Regions from separate parts of the Mus musculus genome. Here all the other regions are linked to region 1. Evidence: chromatin contacts called from public HiChIP or PLAC-seq data. All regions are on one chromosome and are shown on one strand. The core of a region is the stretch at or near the end of the contact, and the rest is flanking DNA. Distances in the headings are between cores, read along the strand shown. Region 1 has its middle 7.2 kb from the start of Gm24375. Region 2 holds the start of Hmgb2 (high mobility group box 2). Region 3 holds the start of Hand2 (heart and neural crest derivatives expressed 2).

What was found. HiChIP or PLAC-seq counts read pairs in DNA pulled down with a chosen protein or histone mark.
Region 2: a contact with region 1 is called in an H3K4me3 HiChIP or PLAC-seq map of embryonic limb bud, with 7 times the contacts expected there. The contact joins the promoter of Hmgb2 here to the enhancer-like site in region 1. A contact is called at or near these places in 7 of 39 promoter capture datasets (the 3T3-L1 cell line, cranial neural crest, frontonasal cranial neural crest and 3 more), 14 of 484 Hi-C or Micro-C datasets (CD8 T cells, the G1E-ER4 cell line, the N1E-115 cell line and 9 more), 7 of 115 datasets of contacts at active chromatin or transcription factors (bone marrow-derived macrophages, embryonic limb bud, embryonic stem cells and 4 more) and 1 of 9 other capture datasets (embryonic stem cells).
Region 3: an H3K4me3 HiChIP or PLAC-seq map of embryonic limb bud shows a contact between it and region 1, with 6 times the contacts expected there. The contact joins the promoter of Hand2 here to the enhancer-like site in region 1. A contact is called at or near these places in 3 of 39 promoter capture datasets (embryonic stem cells, hippocampal neurons and second pharyngeal arch cranial neural crest), 7 of 484 Hi-C or Micro-C datasets (B cells, the N1E-115 cell line, cerebellum and 4 more), 11 of 115 datasets of contacts at active chromatin or transcription factors (craniofacial prominence, embryonic forebrain, embryonic hindbrain and 6 more) and 2 of 9 other capture datasets (embryonic stem cells and embryonic tail).

Annotation. Positions count from the first base shown.
Region 1 is chr8:56,526,560-56,530,932 of GRCm38.p6, forward strand. No RefSeq gene overlaps it. Among named protein-coding and RNA genes, the nearest start is that of Gm24375, 7.2 kb to the left of the region's middle. Within about 2 kb of position 2,547, at least 20 of the 459 cell types and tissues checked have an H3K27ac peak or open chromatin away from gene starts, as enhancers often do. A contact at or near this core is called in the N1E-115 cell line, craniofacial prominence and embryonic limb bud, where this site is marked.
Region 2 is chr8:57,509,528-57,513,900 of GRCm38.p6, forward strand. It overlaps Hmgb2 (high mobility group box 2), which reads left to right and starts at 2,316. Exons shown (of 5, transcript NM_008252.3): 1 at 2,316-2,478; 2 at 3,048-3,221; 3 at 3,535-3,680; 4 at 3,763-3,937. The coding sequence starts at 3,072. It overlaps 2500002B13Rik (RIKEN cDNA 2500002B13 gene), which reads left to right. Exons shown (of 4, transcript NR_126553.1): 4 at 561-735.
Region 3 is chr8:57,318,916-57,323,288 of GRCm38.p6, forward strand. It overlaps Hand2 (heart and neural crest derivatives expressed 2), which reads left to right and starts at 2,068. Exons shown (of 2, transcript NM_010402.4): 1 at 2,068-3,546. The coding sequence starts at 2,992. It overlaps Hand2os1 (Hand2, opposite strand 1), which reads right to left and starts at 1,944. Exons shown (of 6, transcript NR_154048.1): 1 at 1,774-1,944; 2 at 1,269-1,373.

The DNA.
Region 1 (4,373 bases), core at 1,297-3,796:
GGTCAGACTGTGGAATGGCAGCCCAGTCCGTCCCTTCACTTGATGTCCTGTCTTTCTGCTGGAGGTAGACTCTACAAGTTCTACAAGTTCCCTCTCCCCACTGTTGGACATGTCATCTAAGGTCCCTCCATTAGAGTCCCGAGAGTCTCTTACCTCTCAGATCTCTGGTACATTCTAGAGGGTCCTCCATCTCCTACCTCCCGAGGTTGTATATTTTCATTCATTCTGCTGGCCTTTTGGGCTTCACTCCCTCCCCCTCCCCCCAGCACCATACCCAATCATGTTCCCCCTTTTTCCCTGTCCCTGCCCCTCCCCTTTCCCACCCAATTCCTTCCCTCTCAAGTGGGATTGAGGCATCCTCACTTGGGCCCCTTGGCTTGCTAACCTTCTTGAGTTCTGTGGATTATGTCCTGGGTATTCTGTACATTTTTGGCTAATATCCACTTATTAGTGAGTACATATCATGCATGTCTTTTTGGGTCTGAGTTACCTCACTCAGGATATTCAGGATATTTTCTAGTTCCATCCATTTGCCTTCAAAACTCATAGTGTGTTCATTCTTTTTTTTTTTAATTAGGTATTTTCCTCATTTACATTTCCAATACTATCCAAAAAGTCCCCAATACACTCCCCCCCCCACTCCCCTACCCACCCACTCCCACTTTTTGGCCCTGGCGTTCCCCTGTACTGGGGCATATAAAGTTTGCAAGTCCAATGGGCCTCTCTTTCCAGTGATGGCCGACTAGGCCATCTTTTGATACATATGCAGCTAGAGTCAAGAGCTCTGGGGTACTGGTTAGTTCATAATGTTGTTCCACCTATAGGGTTGCAGATCCCTTTAGCTCCTTGGGTGCTTTCTCTAGCTCCTCCATTGGGGGCCCTGTGATCCATTCAATAGCTGACTGTGAGCATCCACTTCTGTGTTTGCTGTGTTCATTCTTAATAGCTGAGTAGTATTACATTGTTGTAAATGAACCACGTTTTCTGTAACCATTCTTCCATTGTGGGACATCTGGGTTATTTCCTGCTTCTAACTATCTCAAATAAAGCTTCTATGAACATAGTGGAACATGTGCCCCTGTGACATGGTGGGGCATCTTTTGGGTATATGCCCAGGAATGGTATAGCTGGGTCTTCAAGTAGATCTATTTTCAACTTTCTGAGGAACCTCCAGATTGATTTCCAGAGTGGTCGTACCAGTTTGCAATCCCACCAGTAATGGAGGAGTGTTCCTCTTTCTCTGCATTCTCACCAGCATCGGCTGTCACCTGATCTTAGCCATTCTGATTGGTGTAAGGTGGAATCTCAGAGCTGTTTTGATCTGCATTCCCCTGATCACTCAGAACTTTGAACATTTCTTTAAGTACTTCTTGACCATTCTCCTCTACTGTGAATTCTCTGTTTAGTTCTACACCCCATTTTTTGATTGGGCTGTTTCACTTTTTGGAGGATAGCTTCTTGTGTTCTTTATATATTTTGGATATTAGCCCTCTATCAGATGTAGGGGTAGTGAAGTTTTCAATCTGTAGGTTGCTGATTTGCGAACAATGTGTGCAACACAGAGAAATCCTATCAGATACAAATAAACACACACATTCTCTCTCTTTCTCTCTCTCTCTCTCTCTCTCTCTCTCTCTCTCTCTCTCTCTCTCTCTCTCTCTCTCTCACACACACACACACACACACACACGTGTGGACCATGAGGGTCCTTTCCTAGGATTCTAGCTTCTAGGGAATACAAAGCAGGAGAATCACACAAGGGTAGCCTCACTATCTTAGCAGGACCTCAGCTCATGGAAATAAAAGAGCTTGGATGTTAGCACACTACTAGACACTTCTCTAATGGGGGAGGCTAGCTTTAAACATGGTACTTCAAAAACGAGGGAAAGAGAAATTTCAATTTGGTGATTTAGAGCATCTGATAGGGAAAGAGGCATGGGTGGCCCTTGGTCCTACAAGTATCCCTAAAAAATCACGACAAAAGTCTAGATTTTCAAGAATTCCCAATAAAAGACAATTTGAGTGTTCTCAACAGGGCTGTTGCTGTCGGCCCTGTCCTGTTTCTAGGCGTCTGTTGCTAATGAGAAACCTGTCATTTTCAGTGCAGAAGCTCAAGAGACACAGCAGTTAAGCCCTGGTTTTGCAGTTTAACGTTTCACGCTACCCACGCTATCTTACTCAGTCTGCACTCAGTCTCTGAGAAAATGAAAGACAACCTGGGATTAGACATTTAAAAATTAAAGCTGCAATGTCATTTGAGCTAAAAGGCAAGTGCTGGTGTGTATAAAACTGACAAGGTCCTTCTAGTCTTTAATGCTTCCTCAGGTGCTGATCAATTCCAGGGAGCTCTGTAGGCAGAGCGGCCTAAGACGGCCTTTAAGTTTTATGTGGTATGTATGCCCGGTTATAACTTCCCATTACAACATCAGGACAGAGCTGCCTTCTTCGGCGCACCCAGTCCTTGGCTTTGATGTCACTTTTCAATCCTGCCTGGTACTTTCCTTCCACATTCCTTGCAGTATTTCTGCACATTCTCAGCCAGACCATTCACAGCTGTTTCCTGGCTTCTCAGCATAAGGAAAAAATGCACGATGGCTCCAGGGCAGAACAAGCTACTACTGACAAGTAACCATTTTAAGGGACAGACTCTATGAAAATCAGTTAGCTGAGGGTAAATGATGAAATCACACCTTCCTCATGATCTTCATTTAACCAAAGGGGCTGCTTTATTATGAAAAAGCCACTATCAAATGCCCTGAAACCATTTTCTAATGGTTCATTTGATGCGTATTAATGTGCTGCCTGCATGTGTGTCTGTAAGAGGCTGTCGATCCCCTAGCTCTGGAATTACAGACACTTGTGAGCGGCCATGTGGGTACTGGGTATTGAATCCAAGCCTTCTGGAACCGTGCTCTTTATCACCAAGTCAGCTTCCTAGCCCAAGAAAGCATTTTCTAAAGGAAGATAATTATTTCCATCTCTTCAACAATTTCAGTGAGTCAAACTTTTATTTTAGAGGTTGTTTTTAAAGTAAGTCTCTTGGTAAGTATACAATACTACTATACATTTTTTTTAATTTGTATTAATTTTTAAGTTGTTATAAAACACCATAAGAAAATTTGTTCCTAATTTCTAGTTTCTGCTGTTTTATTTAATATCTATTGTTTTCTATATTTTATATCTATTAGATTAGAAATAGTCCATCTCATTTTGTATTTATGGGATATGACAGAGAAAAGGAAATGGTAGCTGTCTGGACCATAGGGTCACCTCCTCAGGACCTTGTGGCTGCTTACAGTCACCATAGGACCTTACAGGTCTGTTGACACCGCTGCTGTCTGTGGTGAGGACTTTGGAGTGAGACAATAAATTTGTAAAATCCGAACATAAATGATACTACACAAAAAGCAGATAACTGTACGAACTGTGCCGTGGCTGGGTGGGTAAAGGCTTGCACTGCAGGTTTTTGTGGGGTCAGGGGCAGAACTAATCTCCTTTTTTCAGTGAAGATCACTTGACCTTCAAATGTATGTAGCTACATTTTCAAATAGAAAAATAGATCTGAGCTTTCCTGACTTCAATAGAGACCTCCTAGCACATAAATTCCCAGGTTTTTCTTCTCCCTTCTTTACATAGCACTTTGTGGGGTCAATGGTTCTCTTGTGTGACTATTTTGATTCATTTAGTTCAAAGTGTATTATTCTTAGATCTATTTAATAAGATTTTCTCTCACAAAGTATATTTCTTCCCCCTCTCACTGAGATAGTGTATTACTCTATTACTCAATGCCTATTATAAAGACAAGTTGTCATTTGTAAAAATTTAACTTACCAAAACAGATAAGAGAAAAGAGGAGGACAGAGACAAAGGGACAGAAACAATTTTATTCTATCTTTCAACAGAAAAACTTGAAAGATGTTCTTTTTCAAAAATCTGGAGTTTTATGAGGATTCATTTGTTTTATTAAAAGCCAACGGAGTGGCGTGGAGACCACAAGGTGGCGCTGTGAGTCCATGCTGGTTCTCATACTGGGGACATAACAGCATTTCACAACTGAATTCTCTTCATTTTTCTAACTTAAGTGACCTGGAAATTCAAAAAACATGAATTCTAGATATGCTTTGGAAATGTTACTAAATTCAAGGTTGTATGCTTCTAAATGCTAACATAAAAGATTACACTTTAAAAGTGTAAACATTAAACATTTCTTAGAATACTAAAGTTTTCCTCAAGTTATTTCTAGTTATAGCTTAATTTTCTACTTAACATTAAAATAAAATTATACAGTATAATGAGGTGACTGATGTAAAAAATAAAAAGATAACTTCCTATAATTTTGACTATTACCCAGAATTACTATTGCTATATATTCA
Region 2 (4,373 bases), core at 1,066-3,565, 980 kb after region 1:
TTGACTACATCTGAAATTAACTTTAAAGCCAAAAAAGTAGCTGGGTACACCTGTGAGGGATTTTCCCCCCTTAATTAAATCACTTAAAGTGGCCGGGCATGGTGGCCCACGCCTTTAAACCCAGCACTTGGGAGGCAGAGGCAGGCAGATTTCTGAGTTCGAGGCCAGCCTGGTCTACAGAGTGAGAGTTCCAGGACACCCAGGGCTACAGAGAAACCCTGTCTCGAAAAACCAAAAAAACAAAAGCAAAACAAATCAAAAAACAAACACACAAAAAACCACATTCCTTTAATCCCAGAACTTGGGAGGCAGAGGCAGGTGGATTTCTGAGTTTGAGGCCAGCCTGGTCTACAGAGTGAGTTCCAGGACAGCCAAAGCTATACAGAGAAACCCTGTCTCGAAACACCCCCCCCCCCAAATCATTTAAAGTGGAAGATCCACTTTTAACCCTGATTTTTTTTGAGGCAGGAAGATCCATCTTTAATATGGGCCACACCTTCTTCTAGCAGCCTTATAAAGGACATGAAAAAAGAATGCTTGCTTGCTCTTGCTCTTCCTAGAAATTACTTCACTGCCATTAGAGCCTACTTCTTCAGGATTCTGCTTATACTGAAAACCATGTGGGACATCCAGCCTTGTGGACTGAACAACTTCTGGCTTCTTGGACCTTTCACTGTTAGTCAGCCATTGTTGGACCACAGCCTATAAGTCGTTCTAATAAATCTCCTACATATAGATTCAGTCTATTGGTTTTGTTTCGCTAGAGAACCCTGGTACACGTAACACTTAAATACATGATGTAAACGTGTAGTGCATCAGTAATTTCACTTACAATGCTATTTGAATAATACACTCAGGTTTGGTGAGCTTGACTGTGCGTGTCTGGTTTATAGGTTAGTTGCAACTGTCATTTATTAGATGTAAGATTTCAGGTAGACACAATTTATAAGCATTACGATTAACAAAATTCTGACACCTTAGCCAGGTATGGTGGTACACCCCTTTAATCCCAGGCAGAAGCAGGTGAATTCTGAGTTCAAGGTCAGTCTGGAGTATTTAGTGAGTTCCAGGACAGCCAGGCTACACACCGGCCAGGAGACCCTATCTTGAAAAACCAAAACATACAACAACAAAAAGCAAACCAAAAACCAAAAAAACAAATCTGGTGGTACCCTTAAAGCGGGAAAATATGCCCCCACACCTAACTGGCACCTTATTGTTTTTATTGTCGTAGAACATAAAGGCGGACCACTGTTTGCCGGCATTAAGTATATTCGCAATGCTGAACCATCATCCATTTCCAAGAAAAACACAACGTTCAAGTCTACTTTTTAAAAAGAAAGTTAAGAACCGCTAAGTCCTTAAGCACTATCGAAAATGATCCTCACACAGGAACCAAACAGGAGGGCAGCCCCGCAAATGCAAGCAAAGTTGCTGGGGGTAGAAAACATTGAAAATCCGTGAAAACAGCGGTGCCACATACGCGTCAATCTGCGAGGGGGGGGGGGGGGAAAGAGCTCTCCACAGCCAAATCACAAGGCAGAAATGGCCTGTTAGGACCGAGCCCTCCTTCCCCGGAAAGCAGCTTGACCGGCAAGGTGAGGGACCCTGGCCTCCCACCCGCGCCCGCGAAGTGTTGGGGTGCAGTGCGGCCAACCCGCAGATCTTAGGCGGGTCAGCTGTGGAAGACGCCGTCCCGGCGCGGAGGCAGGCATGGCTCCGATCGGAGGGCGAGGGCTACTTTATTTATTTTTAAATCACTAGGGGACGCGGCTAGGAGTCCGTGAGACTCTCCGCACAGTCTGAGGCTCCCCGCCCGCCGTGCTCCGGTTCCACCTCGGCCTCATCATGGCTCCGCGCCGCGGGCTCCCCACTTTCTTCCCATTTTTTTATTTCGTGAACTCGTAGCTGAGCCCCAGGCAGGCCACGGCATCCAAACCGCGGCTGGCCTAGCGCCTTTAGTCACCTCGGAGCCATCTTTATCACCTGAAGAGTTTAGCGCCAGGCGCCCTCCTTGCTAGTTTTAAATCTGGCCGGGGCAGTTCCTCTCGGGGCCTGCCCCACCCTCATGGCCAATCAGCAGCGGGCCCGCCATTTTTCAAACGCTTTTCCTGCCGCCAATCAGGGCCGAGCAGTACATTCCTCTCTAGACCGGTTCCAACGGGTCTGGGAGTTAACGACCTGGGAGACCCACCGAACCTGCTAGGCTTAGCCTGGAGGGACGGGCCTGGCCAGACACCCACCAATCGGAAGCCTTCTCCGTGGGGGGGCGGGGACTCTCCGGGTTTGAATAATCCTCCACAGCCAATCAGAGCGGAGGGAGGTGTGGCCCGCGACTGGTCTGGTCAAGTTGCCGTGGCGCGGAGAACTCTGCAAAACAAGAGGCTGGGGATTGCGTTAGCGAGAAACCAGTTCTCGCCGGAGCTTGGGGAAGGAAGTCTCTCTGCGGAGGTCTGAGGGAAGCAGCGCTCGCAGCAGGTAAGGTTCGGCCGGGAGGCCCGGGGCTTGGCGGCCTGGCTCTTAACGCGTAGACGTGGGGGGACGTCTGCCGGGCTTCGGCGTGGCGGCTTCGGCGGCTTTAGAGGGCGGCCGAGTCTTTGGGTGAGGGCCGGGGCCATGGAGGGCGGCCAGAAAGCCCTTGAGCCCGGCCGCGTTTCTTTTTCTTTCTCTCTGTCTCTTTCTTAAAAACTGGATTGGCTGTGGGTCTCGCGGTGGCTTGTGTAAGTGTAAGGCGCGCGGCTTTTCTGTCAGGGAGGGCGCGCGGCCGGCGGCGGCTTTCGGCCTCCGGGCGAGGGGCTGAGGCGCGGGCGGGCGGGCGAGTCGGGCGGGTCGGAGCCGGCTGGGGCTGGGCTGGGCCGGGCCTGGCCGGGGCGCGCGCTCCCGCGCTCGCTCGCGGGGGCGCGCGGGGTTTAGGCGGGAAGCGGAGCGGAATCCCCCCCCTCCCCGCTGTCCCCGCTCCCCTCCCCCACGCTCCTCACTCCTTGCAGCCCCCTCCCCGCGGGTCCCCACCCCGGTCCCCGGTCCGGACACGGCTTTCTCCTCGGCAGGTAGACAGACGCCGCGCCGTCGTCATGGGCAAGGGTGACCCCAACAAGCCGCGGGGCAAAATGTCCTCGTACGCCTTCTTCGTGCAGACCTGCCGCGAGGAGCACAAGAAGAAGCATCCCGACTCGTCGGTGAACTTCGCCGAGTTCTCCAAGAAATGCTCCGAGAGATGGAAGGTGAGGGAGGGAGGGCGGGCGGCGCGCGTGCCCGGCTGCAGGCCGTTTCCGGGCTGCTTTTGGCGGGTCCCCGCGGGCGGGGGCGGGTCGGATGGGGGGGGGGGACGACAGGGACCAGGGAGCGCGCGAGCTTTTGCCACCCTGGGGACCCGAGGGTTTTAAAGGTTGGTCTCCAAGCCGAGGGCGCCCTTAATGCAAATGCCTCAGAGTTTACAGATTGACTCGACTTATTTGTTTATCCACTTTCTTTATTACTCGGACAGCTAGGAGCTTTGAAGTCCTTGCCGATTGACTCGTTTTTTCTGCCCCATAGACCATGTCTGCAAAGGAAAAGTCCAAGTTTGAAGATTTGGCCAAGAGCGACAAAGCTCGTTATGACAGGGAGATGAAGAACTATGTTCCTCCCAAAGGGGATAAGAAAGGAAAGAAAAAAGACCCCAATGCTCCGAAGAGACCACCGTAAGTTGATCTGAGAACTAACGAACCCATCGCCCCCCCAGCCCCCATCGTCCTCTATTTGTTAACTCTTGCTTCCTTGCAGGTCTGCCTTCTTCCTGTTTTGCTCTGAAAATCGCCCAAAGATCAAAATTGAACACCCAGGCCTGTCTATTGGAGATACTGCGAAGAAACTGGGTGAGATGTGGTCTGAGCAATCTGCCAAAGATAAACAACCGTATGAGCAGAAAGCAGCTAAACTAAAGGAGAAGTATGAAAAGGTACGGTGCCTTTTAAATAATAACTGATATTTCTATATGATATATGTCAGCTGTAGGAACTTGGGATATTTGTTAACCACTGCCTGTCAGTTTTTGGAAACCCCAGATGAAAGTTGAGCAGTACAGACAAGTTCACCTTGTGATACTGTGTTTTGTGGCCCTTGCAAATTTCCTGCCTGTACACTCGTGGTAGTTGTGTAAATCTATTTTAGAGGGTAGAGTGCCAGCTATGTTTTTAGGTAGTTTGTATATTAAATATAAATATAAGGTGCGAAAGGGGTTGACATTGATAGTAAAAGTGCAGTAACTGATCTCAGGGAGCTCTCATTAGTTACCTGATGTGCTTTCTCAAGCATGGAGGGAACAATTGCTCTCAAACCTGGAGTGGTTTGAATACCAGCTAATAAGGGTTTTGGTCGATGTTAAATTGTTTACA
Region 3 (4,373 bases), core at 818-3,317, 790 kb after region 1:
AGCCCTATCTTTCTGTGGATTCTTCTTCTATCTCCCAACGCCCTGAAAGTCTATTTCCTGAGGCAGCCAAAAAACACCTTTCCTAAGTTTTTTATCTGTGATTGGACAGGACATAATCATCTTACCCAGTCTACCTGTTCCCGAGGCCTAAATGTTTTTATAAACAAGTTTTTTTTTAATGTATCAAATGTCAGAGGCTTTAACTACCAATATTTACTGATTCAGGGTACCCCTCCTGCTGAAAATGTAAACAGAATTCTCCACCACATTACCTCTACTTCTTTAAAACCACTCTCCTTGTACCCCAAGCTGCAGACCCACCGAAGCTGGAAAGCAGAGCCCTATGTAGGTCACTTTGTTCTGCCATCAAACTCAAGCCTCTGAGCTAACCAGCAAGACTAGGTCCAGCTACTCCCCATCCTGAATTTGCTCTGTCTTAGTTGACCCTCTGCTGGGGGCTGGCCTGGAAAACTGACCCCTTGCAAACAGAAGAAAGGCCACAACCTTTAAGTTCTCCCCCTCTCCCACCACCCAGCTCTAAAGTCTTTTTTTTTCCTCCGTGAGATTACCACAGGGCAGTTAGGTCTCAGCTCGGGTACCCTGGGAGCAAGAAGATGGGCTCTCCGATTCCTTCTGATGTGGCCTTCCAGACAGAATAACAGCCAGACAGACTCTAGGGACATGGGAAGGACTGTCCATGCAGGATTCTTAACTTGGGGTTCTCTTTAATGTCTGGGACCAGAGTGCTTCTGCCTCCAAAAAGCGATGCCAACGGTGGGAGTCACTTGTGTCCCCTCTGCTTGCCTCCTCAGGTCCAAGGCCAGCTATCGGTGTGATCAAATTTACAGCCTAAGGGCTTCTGTTGACACCCTATTACACAGGGACCTTCTTCGTGTGAGTGAAAAGAAGAGATCCTCATACAGGCCAGCCGGAGGGTGGTTTTGCCTCCTTCCACTGACCGCCCCTATCCCGCGCTGCTGGGGAATCTCCTAGGTGCCCCGAGGCCCGCTAACTTACAAGTGGAGATCCATTTTCCGTTCTAATGCGTTCAAGATCGCCAAGGCAAGCAGTCTAAACATCCACGAGCCTTCCTCCCTGCCTGTCTCTTAAACGTCCGTTTAATGGCTCCCCTCCGATAACTAAACCTGCTTTCCACAGATGCCCGCTTTTATGAGGGAGGCAGGAATGCAGAGATATATTTATATGTTTGTTCATAAAAACTAGAAAATAAGCTCCGAACACGCTGTAAAAACTATTCAGTTACTTACCAAACAGGCTAGTTAAGCAGGAGGAACACGGATATTCGCCACACCACAGATTCGAGAAATCGAGGTGCCCCACTTTGAAAATCTTCGCAATCTCTGTTAGGGTTGCTGCAAATGAGTGTGGGCACAAACTGAAGGTCTCATCCGCGTTCTCTGCAAGTTGTCATCCTAACTTGGGTCATCCACTTCAGTGCCTAAGCAAACAGGCCACTGCAACTTTGCCAAAGTGTGCCGGGTCAGAGGAGCGCTGGCGCTCTAGCCTGGTCAAAGAGACTCGGCTCACTCCCAATCGCACCTTAATGGGATTCCATACCGCCACCTCCAGACTCTTGTCGCCACCACCACCCACCCCAAATCCCCTCCCCAGCCCAGCACAAAACTATAGGAGACTGTCGGCTCAGTTTTCTGCCTCGGTTACCTACAAAACACTTGAAAAGGCATAATCTGCGTTCCTTTCTCTATTCACCCCACCCCTGTAATCAGAAAAGAAAGCGAAATAATACTGTACCTGGTTTAAGATTCTTCAGTATTGGGGGGAAATATTTTAATAGCGAAGCATCTGTTAAACACTTGCATTAACCTATGGCTGATAAAAGGGTTTTTTTTTTACCCTGCCCCCCCCCGTTTTAATTATCTTATGGTTATGAGTGGACAACCAATCCTAGAAGAGGACCTCGGCAATTAGCAACGTGAACATCAAAAAGTTTTATTGCGGAGAGCGCGAGGCGCCGCCCCCGCCGCCCCGGGATTGGCGTGAGGAGCCTCTGACGACATATATTAACCCGAGCGGCCCTAAAGATGTAGCTGTACATGGAGATCTTGCTGGGAAAATCGGCTTGCTCCCCTCACCGCGTCCAGCCCAAGAGAACCGCCGCCGCTGCCACCCAGGAGCTTCCGCGGCCACTGTCTGAGCACACCCCTCCGAGAGTCCATTCGCCGCTTCCCAGCTCCGAGGTGCCTTCAAGGGCCCAAGATTCTTGTCCGGAGAGGAGAGGATCTTAGAAAATGGATGCGCTGAGACCTCTCTGCAAAGCCTCCGAGAGAGCCTGAGGAGCGAGGACGGACACGTTCCTTACAGCTTTAAAAACAAATCACACTCAAGGACCAAAACAACAACCAAATAATTTTTATTAAAACAATAAGCGCCCAAGAACCCAGATCGAGCTGGTGGGGGAGGGGAAGGGGCAGGAAGGGGGAGGGTCGCACCGAGGTAGCTCCACGCTAAGCTGCGACCCCGCCGCCTCCCGGCACAGCCGGGCCGGCTCCTGCAGCCCCAGCTTGGACTCGCCCCGGATTCCAGGTCATCTTCGGAGTCAGGAGTCCCGTGGCCGGCGTCTGCGGGACTGCCTCGCGGGAGCCGGCCGGCACTTTTGCATGAGCACCGGAGCGCTCTGCCTGGTCGCTGCAGCGGGGAACGCGGGAGCCGGCGCGCGGGCTGTAGAGCTGGGCGGGCGGCGGCGGCCAGCAAGGGCGCACCGTGCCGGGACCAGCTCGCCGCGCCCCATGGGGAGCCGGCGGCCGCGGCACAGCTGAGGCGGGCCCGGCGGGCCAGGCGCGGGCCCCGGGCTGCAGCGGCCCCCTCTGCGGCTGCAGGGCCGGCCCGGGAGCCCGGGGGTTGGGGGGTGGGGGGTGGGGAAGGCCGCCGATCGCCGAGGTCGGAGCCCGATCGGAGGGCGCGGCGGGGCTGCGCGCACGCTGGGGCGCGTGGAGGGCCACGGAAGGCGAGATGAGTCTGGTGGGGGGCTTTCCCCACCACCCCGTGGTGCACCATGAGGGCTACCCATTCGCCGCAGCCGCCGCCGCCGCTGCCGCCGCCGCCGCCAGCCGCTGCAGCCACGAGGAGAACCCCTACTTCCACGGCTGGCTTATTGGCCACCCGGAGATGTCGCCCCCCGACTACAGTATGGCCCTGTCCTACAGCCCCGAGTACGCCAGCGGTGCCGCGGGCCTGGACCACTCCCATTATGGGGGAGTGCCGCCCGGCGCCGGGCCTCCCGGCCTGGGGGGGCCGCGCCCGGTGAAGCGCCGGGGCACCGCCAACCGCAAGGAGCGGCGCAGGACTCAGAGCATCAACAGCGCCTTCGCCGAGCTGCGCGAGTGCATCCCCAACGTGCCCGCCGACACCAAACTCTCCAAGATCAAGACACTGCGCCTGGCCACCAGCTACATCGCCTACCTCATGGATCTGCTGGCCAAGGACGACCAGAACGGAGAGGCGGAGGCCTTCAAGGCGGAGATCAAGAAGACCGACGTGAAAGAGGAGAAGAGGAAGAAAGAGCTGGTCAGTACTAAGGGATCGAGGCTGGTGAGGGACTCGGGGTTCTTGGGACCGCTGTTCTGGTCTTTCCATTCAGGCTGAGAAATTGTGTGCCACATTCTTTGCGTAGGGAGCCAGGTTGTGGAGTAGGGATGGTTTCCTCAAAAGCAAGACAGGAGGATGTCAGCAGCAGAATGTCTTCCTTCGAAGTTGCAAGCTCCTCTCTCCATTTAGGACCGACCTTCCAAAATGTAGGAGCTCACCAATCTCCCAGTCACACTGGCCAGGTCCCCTCATTCTGTGTTCATTAAAGCTATCTTTGACCGCCAACCCAACTTTTCTTCTAAATATTTCTAAAATAAGTTACCTAATGACCTCTCGGTTCCAGTGACTCCACTATTGGTCGCATCCCCCATTCCAAAACCGAGGCTGCCTCTGACTCTAAGAAAACGTTATGCTCCTTCACATTGCTAGGGCACGCGGGAGGTAACGGTAAACATTAAGTACCTTTAACTTCTAGCGTACAAGTACAGCTTTAGTTTCTCTTTGGCAATAATGTTAGAGCGTAAATTCTCCCCTAAGTAATTCGCGAGTGTTTCTAAGTTTATTTGAGTGAGTTTGTGCACTTGAAGAGTAAAAGTTATGCACATTGTGGTCATTGTTATCAACTCTAACATGAAGTTATGCCGAGCCACTTAAAGTGTTCTCGGATTCCTACCAACTGCCGGTAAAGTAATGGAGTTCTGGATAGGGCATGACCAGGAAGAACCTAAGAAACAATTCCATTTGTGGAGATTTTCTCCTTTGCCGCTTGCAGCCCTTTGATTCATGCATAATGGAATGGACTTCCG